Regions from separate parts of the Mus musculus genome. Here regions 1, 2, 3 and 5 are each linked to region 4. A link is a contact called in public HiChIP or PLAC-seq and capture Hi-C data. All regions are on one chromosome and are shown on one strand. The core of a region is the stretch at or near the end of the contact, and the rest is flanking DNA. Distances in the headings are between cores, read along the strand shown.

Region 1 (2,897 bases), core at 346-2,845, 250 kb before region 4:
CTAGGCTGTCTTCAAACTCACAGTCTCCTGCCTCAGCTCCATTTTCCTTCCTTTTCTGATGCAGGGGCGAATTGACCCCAGCGTCTCTCTTAGAACTTCCTTACTGATGTTTTGAGACAGTGCTCTATGTGCTTCAGGCTTGACTTAAAATTGTCATCACTTTGCCTTAGCCTGCCAAGGGCTGAGGTGAGAGACATGTGGTACCAGGTCCAGTTTAGAAGTTTTTTGGTGTTGTTTCCTGCAGGGTTTGATATGTTTTGTTTCTATTCAACTTATCTCTAAGTTTTAAATGCTACTAGCCACTCAGGAGCATATTGCTTGAATTCTGTACATTTTGAAAGGTCTCTTAGTTCTTCTAACAACTCTCCCCAAATTGTATTCCATTGTGCTCCAAAGAGACGCTTGAAATGGCTTAGAGATCCTTAAGTTTGTCCACTGGTTTGTGGCCTTAGTGGGTCCAATCTGGAGAATGTCTCATGTGCACTTGGGAAGAACACGTGTCATGCTGGTTTTGGTGGAATATTCTGCAAATGCCTGTTACATGGTGTTATAGTAGAGTTTGTATGTGTTCTTTCTTTGTTGGTTTTAATGTCTGGATACTGTTTCAATTGCTGATCATAGGATGTTGAAGCCTCCTGCTATCTTAGCTAGATTTCTGTTGCTGTGATAAAACACTAACTACCAAAAGCAACTTGGGGAGGAAAGGGTTCATTTTACATTATAACTTACAGCATTCATGAAGAAAAGTCAGGACATGAGCTCAGGACAGAAACCTGGAAACAGGATCCGGAGCAGGGGTCATAGAAGAATGCTATTTACTACAGCTTGTTCCCCATGGCTTGCTCAGTTTGCTTTCTTGGACACTCCAGGAGCACCTGCCCAGCAACAGCACTTCCCACTGTGGACTGGGCTCTTCTACATCAGCCATTGATCAAGGAAACACCTCCACAGTCATGCCTATAGGCCAATCTGATGGGACATTTCCTTACTTGAGGTTCCCTCTTCTCAGATGACCCAAGATTGGGTCTAGCTTGGAAAACAGTAACAACAACAACAACAACAACAACAACAACAAAGCAAAGCAAACAAACAAACAAATGGACCAGTACGTGTACTGTTTATATTACAACCCAGGCCTTCCTTTAGATCTAACATTTCTTGTGTATACTTGGATTCTCTGACATTGAGTGAATATATACTTATCATTGTTACATTCTCTTGTCTTAATGAGTTGACATCTTTACAGGTGTCAGGCCACAGCTTACCTTTTCCCGCTCTTTTTATAAAGCACATGTAAAATGTGAAGTCTGGCCCATCAGTTATAAGTCTCCAGACTCGCTTCTGGTTCTTCTCACTTGCGTGTGATTCTCTACGCCTTCACCTTTAGCTTATGTGTCTTTTCAGGCAAAGCTCATATCTTCAGACAATATAAAGTTGGTCTTGTGGTTAGTCCATTACCTGATTTTGTTTCCTTTAGGTAGAGATCTTGGGACTCTTGGGACTTACTTCTGCCATTTTTGTGCAGTTTTCTAATAGCTTTATGCAGCCTTTCTTCCTGTCTTCCTCTTTTGCCACTCGGGCCTGTGGTTTTTGTGGCCTGGGGAAATGCTAAGCTGTTTCCTCTCTTATTTGTTTATCTGCAGTAATCACTTTGTTGTTACTGTGTAACTTCCATTTGAAGATTTCGTAGTTGTAGTATGTGTTTAATCTGGTTGGTCACAGTTTACATTTGGCTTCAGGCAAATATTCTAGAATTTTCCACATACAATCTTTTTATATGATAGTTTGCATTTTTTAATATGTATATTAAATTGTATCTGTAATTCACTATTGGGCATTTTGACTTTTGTTCTTTTGATTGTTTTTATTTTATTTTATTTTTTTTGAGACAGGGTTTCTCTGTGTAGCCCTGGCTGTCCTGGAACTCACTTTGTAGACCAGGCTGGCCTCGAACTCAGAAATCCGCCTGCCTCTGCCTCTGCCTCCCGAGTGCTGGGATTAAAGGCGTGTGCCACCTGCCCCGCTGAATTTTGTTCTTTATAGCAGAGATTTAAAAGATTTGCATACTGCCCTTAGGGTAATGTGATAGGTGAGTGAATTTGGTTATGAATATATGCCATTGTCTCTATAGAACATCTCTTTTTCATCCCTGACATTAAGGCATTCTACAATTCCTATTTAAGGTGGGCTTATTGTTACCAATCTTCTCTTTTCAAGACAGTGCTTCTCTGTGTAGCGGCCCTTCTGATTGCTGCACATTTAGTTTCATTTTTAAAAATTTATAATTATAAATTTGGGCAAATTATTTAAAAAGCACAAAGTTCCATGTACCTTCTGCCCAACCTGCTGCATGTCAGTAGTATTTTCTATAACTATAGTACACATCAAGTCCAGAATACTGCTAAAGATGTAGCTTAGAACCATGGCCTTCTGCGTTCCATCCAGAGGGCCCGGGGATATGAGAATACTCCCTGCAGCCTCCTTTCCCTCCAGGCAATGCTAGGGATGACCAACGGACATTCACTGTTCTAGGAAAGAGCTGAATGTTCCCCTTACTCCCGCTATCTGGGAAGGAGATGCAGGCAATGACTGCAGGCACTTAGCACAGATCACATACTAACCAAGCCTGCTGCTCTGTGATGTAGAACCTCTCCCATACTCTGGAAACATTTAAGAGTGGGTACACCTGTCTGCTGAGACTGAAGCCTCTTCTTCAGCCCCGTACAGTATTCTTCACGCATAAAGAAGATTCCTCTCAGATCTTTTCTAACTTCCTCTTTTTCCATCCCTTCCTGAAAATCTAACAATTACCCACTGTGCTTAGTTAACACTTCACCAGTTAATATTTGCATTTGTTTTTATTATTTGTGCATTCATCTGTATGAGAGTATCAAGTA
Region 2 (2,700 bases), core at 85-2,584, 220 kb after region 4:
GCAGGGTGACTCTCCATCCCCCTCATCCTTCACCAACTCCATCTCCCAGGAGCCTAACACACCCTCTCAAACCTTCACTGTCCTGTGCCGATGATCACCGTCCCTGGACTGGGCTACTCAGAGTCACACTCACCTTTCTGCTGCCCCTATCTCTGTTTCCCATCTCCTCCATGCACAGCCAGCGTTTCTTTTTCTCTTTTACTCCCTTGGGTCACACTGTCTTGATGTATTGTTCTATAAGGAACTTAGTGCCTCCTGCCTCAGTACCCCGAGTGCTGGGATCACAAGTATGTGTGTGGGCTTTCTGTGCCCAGCAAACCCTGGCCTATCTGTCTTCCCTATGAAAGATGCTTTTTCTCCAGTTCCTTATACCCTGCCTATCCCTGGGCACTAGCGCTGACAGGAAAACAGCACCTGGCAAAAGGCAGACCGGCAGCATCTTTTCCCAGTGTTTTATTTCCATTGCAAGGAAAACGGGGTCCTGACCCTCTTTAATAACAAAAGCATCGAATTTGTATCAAGATGCCTTCTGATACATTCCCTTTTGTGCTTAATTGGTTCAAACTGAGTTCTGTCCCTTGCAACATGAGAAGCAATGGTCCTGTTAATCCAACTTTAATAGTTTTCTTTAAGCGTGCCAAAGCACAACTGTGACCATGGCCACAGAGAAGACACTCAAAAGTAACTGTTGTCTAAATGAATATCCATAGAGCTGTGTTCCTAAACCTTCCCACAGCCCCACGGGATCTTCTCACCACTGCCTCAGCCTTCTTTGACCTATCTTGTCACATCTTACAGTGCACGTCAGCTTCCCCAGGCAATGTGTACTCTTTAAGACCAACCCCTGAGGAGGTGGGATGTGCTGATCCACATTTGATCTCGGAGGAGATAGGTAGACCTCTGAGTTCGGGGTCAGCCTAGTCTGTAGAGCAAGTTGCTGACCAGTTTTAATTTTAAAAAAGAAAAAAAAAGAAAACGTCAAGTCCAATTAATCCAGCCCTGCCCCGCCAGCATACCCGGATTTTTTGGCTCGTCCTCTCCCACCGGGGGCAGGGTGCTTGCTGTCTTATCTTTAGCAGCCCGATCCCCCTTCTTGGTTACTGCTCCGGATGACTTCTGGGCCCCAGGACGCGGAGTCCTGGGTGAGGTCCCTGTAGTGCTTGGCTCACTTGACATAGGGGTGCTTTTGGACCCCTCGAGTGAGAGGCAAGATGAAACGGGACTCTGTGGGCCTCACCCCTAGGATCTCCACTCAGCCAAGCGACTCCGCGACTGCCCTCTCCAGGGCAACCCAGCCTGATTGGGTGGGGCTGTGGCCGGAGCAACGGGCAAAGAGTGCACGTGGAGGCCCCTGACTCTGCCAGAGCCAGAGCCAGTGGGCGTGGCTAGGCGTAGGGCATAGATGCGTGGAATCTAGGGCAGTGCAGCTAGGGCCCTAATGGTCTGTACTCTCTGTACTCGCAGAGGAGGTTGTGGGGGGAGAGGACAACGCACTGAGCTAGAAGGTTGTAGGGGAGAGAGAGTGCCTTGTGAAGGGCCCAAGTGGTAAGGGCTCGGGCTATGCTGAGTTCTTTGCCAGCTCTCCTCAGCTCCCTGGAGGTCTGGAGGCTTGTCTGCTGGTTTGATCTAGGAGGTCCCATCTTTACCATTTCGCCATCCCGGGCCCCTTTGAGTTGCTTGGCTCCTCATTCAGTACCACAGCAGCACGGATGCTGCTCTCTGCTGAGACTCTATCTCTGAGGAGAGCTCCAAACTAGGCTCTGGGGGACACTGGGGACACGGTATTGCTGGTACTTTGATTCAGCCACTCAGCTTTTAGAGGAACATTTATTGAGTGACTACCCTGTGCCAAGGAAACCAATAGTGAGTGAGCCTAAACACCAGAGTCCTGCATCAGAGAGCTGGCGATCAGCCTCTCCACTAGGGGGAGGCAGACGCTAATCTAGCAACAGGGGAAAGCACATCGGAGTGCAGCTTGAGCTGTGCATGTGACCCTGAGCCGTTAAACCCAGCACTCAAGAGGCAGAGGCAAGCAGAGCTCTTGAGTTCCAGGCCAGCCAGGACTACATAGTGAGACAGAGTCTCAAAAACAAAACAAAATGCAACAATCCCATCTTCTTGCCTGGTACCACTTCTGCCTTCTGTGGGTACGTGGAGAAGAGAGTAGCTATGAAGCAGATGTGGGGTGGGTGTTCTGTGGAATATGTGAAGGGCAAGCAGGACTCAACGGGTAACTTAGGAAGGCTGAACTTAGATGTGCCAATTCCTGGGCTGGGAAGTAGGGTGGCAGACAGCCTTCATTCTGGGAAAGAATGAAGCGAGACGGGAAAGGGAGACTGCAGGACCGTCAAGGCGTACCAGGAGGACAAACACCAGAGTCGGGGAGCAATCCTCTGAGCAAAGACATGGAGGATTACTGGGTGAAGGGCAGGCAGGTAGTTAGGGCCTGCTGCTGGTGGAGCTCTAACTAGTTAAGCTTGGAAGCTGACTACTAGATAAGATGGAAAGTGCAGAAGGCAGAACCTATACCTGACTCCCTCTAAAGCCAACTAGAGACACACACAGCCTGCCTGAGCATACACACAGAAAAGGTACCCAACACATACTTTTAAAAAAAATCGATCTAAAATCACACTTGTACAACAACATTCTGCCCACCAGCTTATGTCCACAGGGACTTGAGCAGTGGGTGGGAAAAGA
Region 3 (2,807 bases), core at 160-2,659, 170 kb before region 4:
TTCAACACATCCTCTGGAGATTCAAGGCTGCTGAAAACTGTTTTTGGAGAAAACGATTGTTAGAACATGGGCCTGCACCTTTAGACCAGACCCCAAAGCCTGTATCATGTAACGCCATGCAGCTTTCTCTGGGACAGGGTTAAGAAACAGTGTGTTCTGTGACTTGACAGCTTTCCATGCCCTTTGTCACCTCTGCTGTGATGAACTAACTCATGTGATGTAGGACTTCCTGCTACTCCTCAGAGGCTATAGAATGATAGACCTTTCCTTTGTTCTTGGGGTGGGCCTGAGCCTCCTCACAAGGAGTTTCTCATAGAGGTATTGTGCAGGCTCCTTTTGCCTCCTCCCACCATGCCCTGTCAGTGTCTCAACCCCGCCCCGCTCCCCCACCCCCAATCTCACTCATAATGGAACTTCTCCAAGTTTTAAAGGGAAACCTCTCCTTCACTGTAAGGTTCCATCAAGTTTAGATCCTCATATGATTGTTTCGAATGTTCTCCCTTCCACCTCAAGGCCCCTTCGTGGTCTTAGCATCTTCTCTTTTTAATAAACTTTCCATCCAAAGGAAACCCTGAATTATGTGTCGGCTTCCCATTCTGAACTGACTGACACTATTATCTTCTTTTACTATTTTTTTAAATAAGTAAACAAAGAGATAAAGGACTAAAACTAAACCCCATGGTAAACCAAGTTTCACGCTAAGTAATCTAAGCTATGCCACCATCGGGGAAAGCTTACTTTGCTAGAAAGAGCCAAGGTTATATCCATGCTTGAAGCTTTATGTGCCACTAAATTAGCTCTTGAAGGGCAGGTGTGCTTAATAATGGAGGACTTGAGAGGGCTGAGCATCCTGATGGATATGCGGCTCAATTTGTTTTTTAACATAATTTAGACTGGAAGAACACCTGAGTTTAGTGAAGGATGTCTGTCCCTCACCACAGGGATTTGTGGCCATCCAAGTTGCAAAGATGGGTACAACTAGCAAACCCTAGGAGAGCAAGCAGACTATGTGTTAGGCTTCTGACCAGCACTCGGGAAGCTGGTTGAAGGTAGGAAAGCCATCCCTAAAAACAGAGATAGATGCCACAATCGTGACTTACATTTGGAAGTCAAGTCATTGCCCCACAGACCCTCAATGGAGGCTAAATATGGTCTAGGCTTCTAATGAAAGAGGACTGTACTGGGGTATCTACCTTCCCTTAGGAAGACTGTTTCTTCATTAACATAGAGCAGAAACTAAAGCAGAGACAGGTTGAGTTAGGCTTTCAGTATGATGAAATCATGATAAGAAAGCCTCCCTCCACCCACATTTTTTCAGGATCTTGGCCACTCAGTCACCTCCCTTCCTCTGGCCATGCTGAACTCAGCACATCTGGCTCTATCAGTCCCACCCCCTGGGCCTTTGGTCATTTGATAAAGCTCCTACTGCACACAGGACCTGCCTCTCTTCCTTATTCTAGTGTTCAAACCAAATACCACTGCCTGAGGCCTACAGCCTGTCTCACCACTCCATCGTCAGCTGCCTGGGCCATGGCTCCATTGTTCAACTTGATGCTGGGTGAGTGTCCCTGCTTCTGTGGCTAATCTTGTCACAGAGGAGGCAAGTGTCTGGGGCTTTCTGGAGATGTTACTAGGAGGATATTCTCCAATCCTGATTCAGGCATCTTTCAAAAGCAGTTTTCTATATATGGTAACTTATTCTAAACCTTAGAAAGCCCCCTAAAGCCATATTTGGAGTTTGCCTTGATTGTCAGATTTCTGTCTATTTCCTTATATCTACACAAATTTTCCTTTGACACACATGTACAATTAAAAAAATGACTGGATGTTGGGTAGAAGTGAGGTAGAGCAAGGAGAGAAAGGACATCTCTCAGGGGATCTGCTTGGCTAGCTCACAGTTACCCCTTGAGAGTATTTTGTTTCTTGTAATAAGACTTTGACAACATCCTTTCCCTATCTTTTTAAAAGTCTTTATTGAAAGAAAGAAAGTAGAGTTGCAAAATAACCATCTCTCATTAGTCTATTAATCTAGCATCCTCTGGAAATGATTCACAGGGTTCTCTAATTTTCCCAAGGTCAGTCTAGATACTGGATAATCTAGAGTTTTGAATTGCAAAGAAACATGTATTTTTAGTCATGGCTCTTAACTGAATTTCTAGGTTACCATACTTCACTGAAGTTTTGCTCTCTAAAGTAAAGATGAAGTTAAAATCCTAAAAAGTTTTAAAAAGGATTTTGTATGTTGTCTGTGTGTTTGTGTGTATAACAGAGGGAAAACTTGGGTTGCTGGTTAACCTTATTTTGAGACCATTCCATTGGCCCGAGTTGGCCAATCAGTCTAGGTTGGTTGGCCGATGAGCACTGGGGAGTCTCCCTCCTCTGTCTATCCAGTACTAGGACTACAAGTTCATGCCCTTCTAGAAGCCTTTTAATAATGTGATTAATATGTGATAGCCAGTGATGTCTGCTGATCTGCTACCCTATAAGTGTCATCCATTTTTAGTATCTTGATTACTGAAAGCATCACTAAAGCCTACACTGTTCTTTCCGCTTCAGACATATATGTCTGATGAAGGGTCTTTACCACATCTTAAACATCTCTACAACCATGCAGAAACCAACACTAGCCTTGCCTCTTGTGGATTACTGTTGAGCCTTCAAGGTCTCACCTGAAGTCTCATTTCCTTCAGAAAGTCCTCAGATCTGTGACAACTGCCCTCATCCCTCCAGTCAACATCAGAAGGCTCCAAGTCATTTACTCACTGTGTCATTTCTGCTCCTGTGTGTCAGCTTGTTACACTCCCTTT
Region 4 (2,880 bases), core at 366-2,865:
CTAAGTCGTAGAACATGGTGTTCACACATTAAATATCAAGGAAGTACTTATTGTAATCTCCTACGCAATAAGATACTACTAAACATCTAAAGGTGTCCACGGGAATACTCCAAAAATACTACATTCAAACAGAAGAGGAAGTGACAGTGACTACTTAACCGAGGTAACAAAGCCCATCAGTAGTTGAAGGCAAGAGGACTAAAATGTTATGTTCATTTCGCTCGGTGGTTCTCAGCCTTCCTAATGCTGTGACCCTTTAATACAGTTCCTCATGTTGTGGTGACCCCAACCATAAAATTATTTCCGTTCCTACTTCATAACTGTAATTTTGCTACTGTTATGAATTGCAATGTAAATAGGTTTAGACATAGGGGCTTACTAAAGGGGGTCAACCCACAGGTCGAGAACTGCTGATTCGGCTAAACCCTAGCATTTGTTCTGTAGACCCAAACATAGAAAATGGTGTTCTAGACTGGACAGAAGATGGAAACCATTATAAAGCAATTTCTATGCTCAGAGTGCTCATATTTCTAATCCTCTCAATGGTATTTAAATTTTGTTCATTTTACTGACTTTCAAACTAGAAGGGGCGGGAAAACTAGACCTCACCAACACTAGTCCTTCCTTTTTAAGCAGGTAAGGTAACCTTAGGCCATACTGAGTACTGAACTTATCTCAAGACCTCAAGAACTATCAATTATTAGTCTTGCATTGTGACACATATCTTTAATCCCAACAAGTGTGAGGCAGAGGCAGGCAGATCTCTGTGAGTTCGAGGCCAACCTGGGTCTCTACATAGTGCTTTCTAGGGCAGTCAGAGATACATTGTCAAGACCTCTGGCAAAACAAACAAAACAGTAGTAGAAGCCAGAAGGCCAGTTGTGGTAGTATATACCTATAATCCTACACACACAAGTACAGCATGAGATAATTACAAATTCATTGGCCAGTCTGGGAAGGGAGGTGCTAATAGGCATATCCAAAGCTAGAAGCCAACCTTTGATACAAATCATGGTAAGACTTCCATGTTCTGTGTCGTTCCCAGGAGGGAAAGGTTGTGATTGCATAAAGTTGTTGCTACGCACTCGTGCACTCGATGAAGACTTCAATTCTGCCTCTCATCTTCGCCTTCCCCCACTTTTCACCACTTTTCACTCTCATCCACTTAACCTTTACTGGTCCCAACACTGCCTCTGGAGGGAAACTAGGGCTGGGAACCATTTGGAATTACGGAAGCTGATTTCACATCCCTTATCACTAACTCTTGAACAAAATTTGTCTGGGACAAAATTGTAATTGCTTAATCGGGAACAAAAGGCAAAGGGAAAGGGAGGGGGGAGCGGTGTTTGAATGGCAAAGTCGTGCACGCTGTAACACTTGGACGAGGCAGATCAGGACTAAAAATGGAACAGTGCAAGGCAAGGCCAACTTCGCACGTGCCTCTGAAGCTCCTGTGCTCCTGTCAGCGCGGAAGAGCCTTCCTTCTGCAGAGGGTTCCAGCCCCGCGGCCTCCGAGCCACGGAGGGGCACCGGTACCTTCTGGGCGGAAGCCGTGCCGCTCACGACACCGCCCCCTCCCACCCTGGCCCAGAGTGGAAGTGACGAAAGCCGCCGCGGAGTCACTTCCTTCTGGGTGGATGAGGAGGAGCCCGAGCTGCCGCGGAGGAGCCCGAGTGGAGACGGACGGCGCCGGAGAGGTGAGACTGGTGGCGTCGGCGGTCGCGGCCCGCGCGGGCAGGACGGAAGGGACGCGGATGAGGGCGGCCGTGGAAGCCGCTGCGGACCAGCGGGAGCGGCGAGCCCCGCCGCAGGCCGGGAGGGTGACCGAGCGCCCTGGGGGAGTCGCGAACACCTGCAGACGCGCCTGCGGGCTCCGAGGGGCTGGATGGGCACATCGGGGGCCGGAGGATCGAGGAGAGGGTGCCCGGCTCGGGCGTCGGCCAGCGCGAGCCCACGGACACCAGGCTGAAGGGTGTTCTGGAGCAGGGAAAGGGCCCTGCGATCCGACAGCGCAGGGTAGGAGTTAGTCCCGGACAGTGTCCCAGAGCCTTGGAGAAATCGGTGTCTCTTCAACCCCATCATCACGGAAATGGGAGAGGAAGCTCTGCCCAGCCCTGGTGCCTTGTTACTTGTGTATATCCTGTGTGTGCCACTGTCTGTCTGTTGCCTCTTTCCTTGAGCCATTTGTCAGCTCCTGGATCCCGAGGGTTGTCATGGACTGAAACTTACTGTTCTCCTTAGTGTATTTGTCGTCAACGAAAATGCAGAACACCTAGAGGAATTCTAGGTTAGATGAAATTTCCAAGATTAGGAATTTGTCCCACCCCACCCTGGGGCCTCTGAAGCACCTGCAGTTGCTCCAGACCTGCTCTGGTTGGTGCCGGGGGCTGTCCACCCTGCAGGGTAATGAGAGTAAGTCAGGTCTCTCCTCCTCCGTCATTCCCGGTCAGTTTCACCCTCTCCTCCTATTCGCTGAAGGACTGACACAAAGCTGTCTGCTGCTGGGAACGGGAAATTTATTGAGGAACTATAAATCTGCATGGAATGAATTCAGATCCTAGCAAGATGCCTTCCTCCACCGGCCAGGCGATCTGAAGTACCTACTTTACCCTTTTTATTTCCCTGTTAAGTAGATGGCATAACATTTTTTTTCACAAAATTTTAGGAAAGTGACATGTTTCTTGTATGGAGTGGCTGTACACAGGACATGTTTACTTTCTGTATCTCAGAATACTGTTGGAAGGTGAGCCCAGTTTCTGACTGGAAGATGTCCTTCTCACACAATTCAAGAAATACGTAGGATCGGATGTTCCTTTTTGAATAGGGGATTTGGATTTTTTTTTTTCTCCCACTTCTTAAGTTGGTGTGTCTGGGTGAATT
Region 5 (2,903 bases), core at 334-2,833, 230 kb before region 4:
CTTTCTCTGATTCATCACTTTGTCTGCCGCTCAATTAGAAATCATTTTCAAACATGGCTGCTTCCTTCTACAAACTAATTTTACCTTTGTTGTTTGAGGTTAAAGGTGTATACCAAGGGCGTGTCTGTATTCCAGCCAGAGGGATTAGAAGTATATGCTAAGGTGGAGCCACACCAGGACTAGAAACAGGTTTTCCCAGGAAACAACACAATCTTGGGGGTCACAGTGTGATCAAATATTTTGCAAGACTCTAGGGGTTTATAGCTATTCAAACCACCACAGCTATTAAGAATTATAATTGATATATGCCACAAAGAAAAATTATAAAATGTGATGGACAGAGGTCAAGACATCTATATTTGGTTTTGATAAGTTATGATTCTTGTGAGTGGCAGAAATTCAAATTTAGGTTTAAAAAAGAAAATGCCAGAGGGAATATAATAGTACAATAGTCTGTGTTTTCTAAAACTCAGCCTGGAATAGGAGGTAAATTGTTGACAATTTGGGGGGAAAGCATAAGCCCAACAAAGGTAAGGGAGAAGGAAGTTAGGAAAGCGCACAGGTAGGAGGGACTGTGACATGGGGCACTGTCATGCTGTTCTTGAGCACATCAAGCCTGAGGGAAAACAAGGTCATAAAATAGATGACTTAAGAAGACTTCTCTTGGGAGGTTGTGTGGTGCTGTTCCTCAGGAGGAATGGAGAGTCTGTGATTCTCTGTGTCCTGAGTAGTGAGTGACGCTACCCAGAGGTTCTCAACTTGTAGGCTGTGACCTTGAACGACCCATTCGTGGGTCACTTAAGACCATCAGAAAACACAGATACCATGATTCATAACAGTAGCAAAGTTACAGTTGCTAGTTAAGAAGTAACAATGAAAATAATTTTGTGGTTGGGGTCACCACAACATGAAGATCTGTATTAAAGGGTCACAGCATCAGGGAGGTTGAGATCTACTGCCCTAGAAAGTTTAAAGTGCCCATAAGTGGAGTAAAGAACTTGATATGCAAACTGTGGTAGAGCTAGACTTCCCTTAAAGAGAGCTTCTCAACCATGCATGGATGGCACACACCTCTAATCCCAGCACTCGAGAGGCAGAGGCTTGCAGACAGATCTCTGAGTTCAAGACCAGCCTGGTTTATAGAGTGAGTTCCAGAACAGCAAGGGCCAAAGAGAAAAACCCTACCTTGAAAAGCAAAAAACAGAGATAGAAATAGATGATAGATAGGTAGATAGATAGATAGATAGATAGATAGATAGATAGATAGATAAATAGATAGATAGATGATAGATCATAGATAATAGATAGATGATACATGATAGATGGATGGTAGATAGATTATAGATAGATGACAGACAGACAGACAGGCAGGCAGGCACAGGCAGACAGACAGACAGACAGATGAATGGATGCTAGAGCATTTCAATTCCTGCTGCACTGTGACACACTGACCGGGATGACAATGATGATGGCAGAGGCTGCTGAAATCCATGTCACTTATTTCCCGCTATTGTGGCCTCCCCCGTGTCCTCAGATGTCTGCACTTGGCACTTGTTTGCTCTAAAAATATTGCTTGATATGAGGAAGTTCGAGGCCTGCGGGAGAAGACAGGCACTCCATGGTGCCTTTGCATGGGGACTAGGACTGGCTTCTGATTGCAGTGGCTACTGAGATACCTGTATGCCTGGCTTGCTTTTTATTCTGAAACAGGGAATCAATTCCCTGAGGCTGAAGAAGGCTGGCAGAGAAGTCATCTAAAGGTGTGAGGCCATAACTGCTCATCACAATGTATGAAGACAGGGAAGTTTGCAGAATGCAGTTCTTGGAGACATAGGGAAATTAATTTGCTTTTCTCTCCTGGCTTTTGTTTGTTTTGTTTTTAGATATCCTATTTACTCATGGCCCATTCAACTAATTGACACAAACGTCTCTGCATTCAGTGAGCTTCTGTAGATGACTGGGGCAAGGGCTTCCCATCAATGGTCAAAGGGAGAAACCTGAGCATCATCAACAGTATAAGTTTGTTAACTTAAACCTGCAGTATTGCCGCTGATGTATTGCTAAATTCTCCACTCCCTGATGAGAGAGGAGTTTTAAAGATTTATTGGAACAAATCTGTAAATGATTCTTGTGTGTGGATCCCCACCCAGATGTTTGTTTTGTGTCTTCCTCTATGCTGCTTTCTGACTTTTGCTGTGCATTGAGATCAATATTTATGCTTCATACAGCTCAGCTCACCATGCACTGCTGGAAACATCTCTGTATACTACAATATTTATTTTCTTCTCCAGGGGATCTTTCTGAAATCTAATCATTGGAGCTAAAGTGATGGCTTCGAGGTTAAAAGTGAGTACTGCTCTTGCAGAGGACCTGAGTTTGGTTGCCAGCACCCACATGAGTCAGGGGACTCATAACTACCTCTTACTCCAGTTCCAAGGGATCTGACACCTTTTCTGGACTTCATAGTCACCAAGCATGCACATACTACACAGAATTAAGTAAAGTGAAAACATTAATACACATTTAAAAAAGAAAAGGAAAAAAAAAGGACAGAACAGGGCATGGTGGCCCACACATTCAATCCCAGCACTCAAAACAGGAGGCAGATGAATCTCTTGTGAGTTCAAGGTCAGCCTGCTCTACATGGTGAGCTTCAGGCCAGCCAGGGAAACATAGTGAGACCCTGTCAAAAAACAAACAAACAAAACAAAACAAAAACCTCAAAACCAAACCAAACCAAAAAACAAAACAAAACAAAAAAAACCCCACAGAGTCCCAGCTGGTTGATTTTACTGTCCATGAATGCTAAGATCCTCACTTCATAATAAGAAGCCTCAGAGTGGTAAAAACCTGGCAACTCATTTCACAAACTTGGGTGTCAGCTCTGAGTGACTGCAAGGAAC

The links. HiChIP or PLAC-seq counts read pairs in DNA pulled down with a chosen protein or histone mark. Capture Hi-C pulls out chosen DNA fragments and counts their contacts.
Region 1: an H3K4me3 HiChIP or PLAC-seq map of bone marrow-derived macrophages shows a contact between it and region 4, with 6 times the contacts expected there. The contact joins the enhancer-like site here to the promoter of Etv3 in region 4. A contact is called at or near these places in 1 of 39 promoter capture datasets (embryonic stem cells), 1 of 484 Hi-C or Micro-C datasets (bone marrow-derived macrophages), 6 of 115 datasets of contacts at active chromatin or transcription factors (bone marrow-derived macrophages, embryonic stem cells and microglia) and 3 of 9 other capture datasets (adipose tissue, liver and macrophages).
Region 2: a contact with region 4 is called in an H3K4me3 HiChIP or PLAC-seq map of embryonic stem cells, with 3 times the contacts expected there. The contact joins the promoter of Lrrc71 here to the promoter of Etv3 in region 4. A contact is called at or near these places in 1 of 39 promoter capture datasets (embryonic stem cells), 3 of 484 Hi-C or Micro-C datasets (embryonic stem cells, group 2 innate lymphoid cells and nephron progenitors), 6 of 115 datasets of contacts at active chromatin or transcription factors (embryonic stem cells, large pre-B cells, memory CD8 T cells and 1 more) and 1 of 9 other capture datasets (embryonic stem cells).
Region 3: a contact with region 4 is called in a capture Hi-C map of macrophages, with 4 times the contacts expected there. The contact joins the promoter of Cd5l here to the promoter of Etv3 in region 4. A contact is called at or near these places in 1 of 39 promoter capture datasets (pre-B cells), 1 of 115 datasets of contacts at active chromatin or transcription factors (bone marrow-derived macrophages) and 2 of 9 other capture datasets (liver and macrophages).
Region 5: a contact with region 4 is called in an H3K4me3 HiChIP or PLAC-seq map of bone marrow-derived macrophages, with 3 times the contacts expected there. The contact joins the enhancer-like site here to the promoter of Etv3 in region 4. A contact is called at or near these places in 1 of 39 promoter capture datasets (pre-B cells), 1 of 484 Hi-C or Micro-C datasets (bone marrow-derived macrophages) and 6 of 115 datasets of contacts at active chromatin or transcription factors (acute myeloid leukemia, bone marrow-derived macrophages, embryonic stem cells and 2 more).

What each region holds. Positions count from the first base shown.
Region 1 is chr3:87,272,981-87,275,877 of GRCm38.p6, forward strand. No RefSeq gene overlaps it. Among named protein-coding and RNA genes, the nearest start is that of Fcrls, 11 kb to the left of the region's middle. Within about 2 kb of position 1,596, at least 12 of the 459 cell types and tissues checked have an H3K27ac peak or open chromatin away from gene starts, as enhancers often do. A contact at or near this core is called in bone marrow-derived macrophages and microglia, where this site is marked.
Region 2 is chr3:87,747,289-87,749,988 of GRCm38.p6, forward strand. Lrrc71 (leucine rich repeat containing 71) reads right to left here and starts at 1,335. Exons shown (of 15, transcript NM_028971.1): 1 at 1,017-1,335. The coding sequence starts at 1,176. It overlaps Pear1 (platelet endothelial aggregation receptor 1), which reads right to left. Exons shown (of 25, transcript NM_152799.2): 25 at 1,809-2,700.
Region 3 is chr3:87,356,472-87,359,278 of GRCm38.p6, forward strand. It overlaps Cd5l (CD5 antigen-like), which reads left to right and starts at 1,410. Exons shown (of 6, transcript NM_009690.2): 1 at 1,410-1,558. The coding sequence starts at 1,531.
Region 4 is chr3:87,523,963-87,526,842 of GRCm38.p6, forward strand. Etv3 (ets variant 3) reads left to right here and starts at 1,616. Exons shown (of 5, transcript NM_001083318.2): 1 at 1,616-1,697.
Region 5 is chr3:87,298,513-87,301,415 of GRCm38.p6, forward strand. It overlaps Gm31879 (a long non-coding RNA gene), which reads left to right. Exons shown (of 3, transcript XR_375779.2): 3 at 2,292-2,395. Among named protein-coding and RNA genes, the nearest start is that of Gm31879, 9.6 kb to the left of the region's middle. Within about 2 kb of position 1,584, at least 4 of the 459 cell types and tissues checked have an H3K27ac peak or open chromatin away from gene starts, as enhancers often do. A contact at or near this core is called in bone marrow-derived macrophages and microglia, where this site is marked.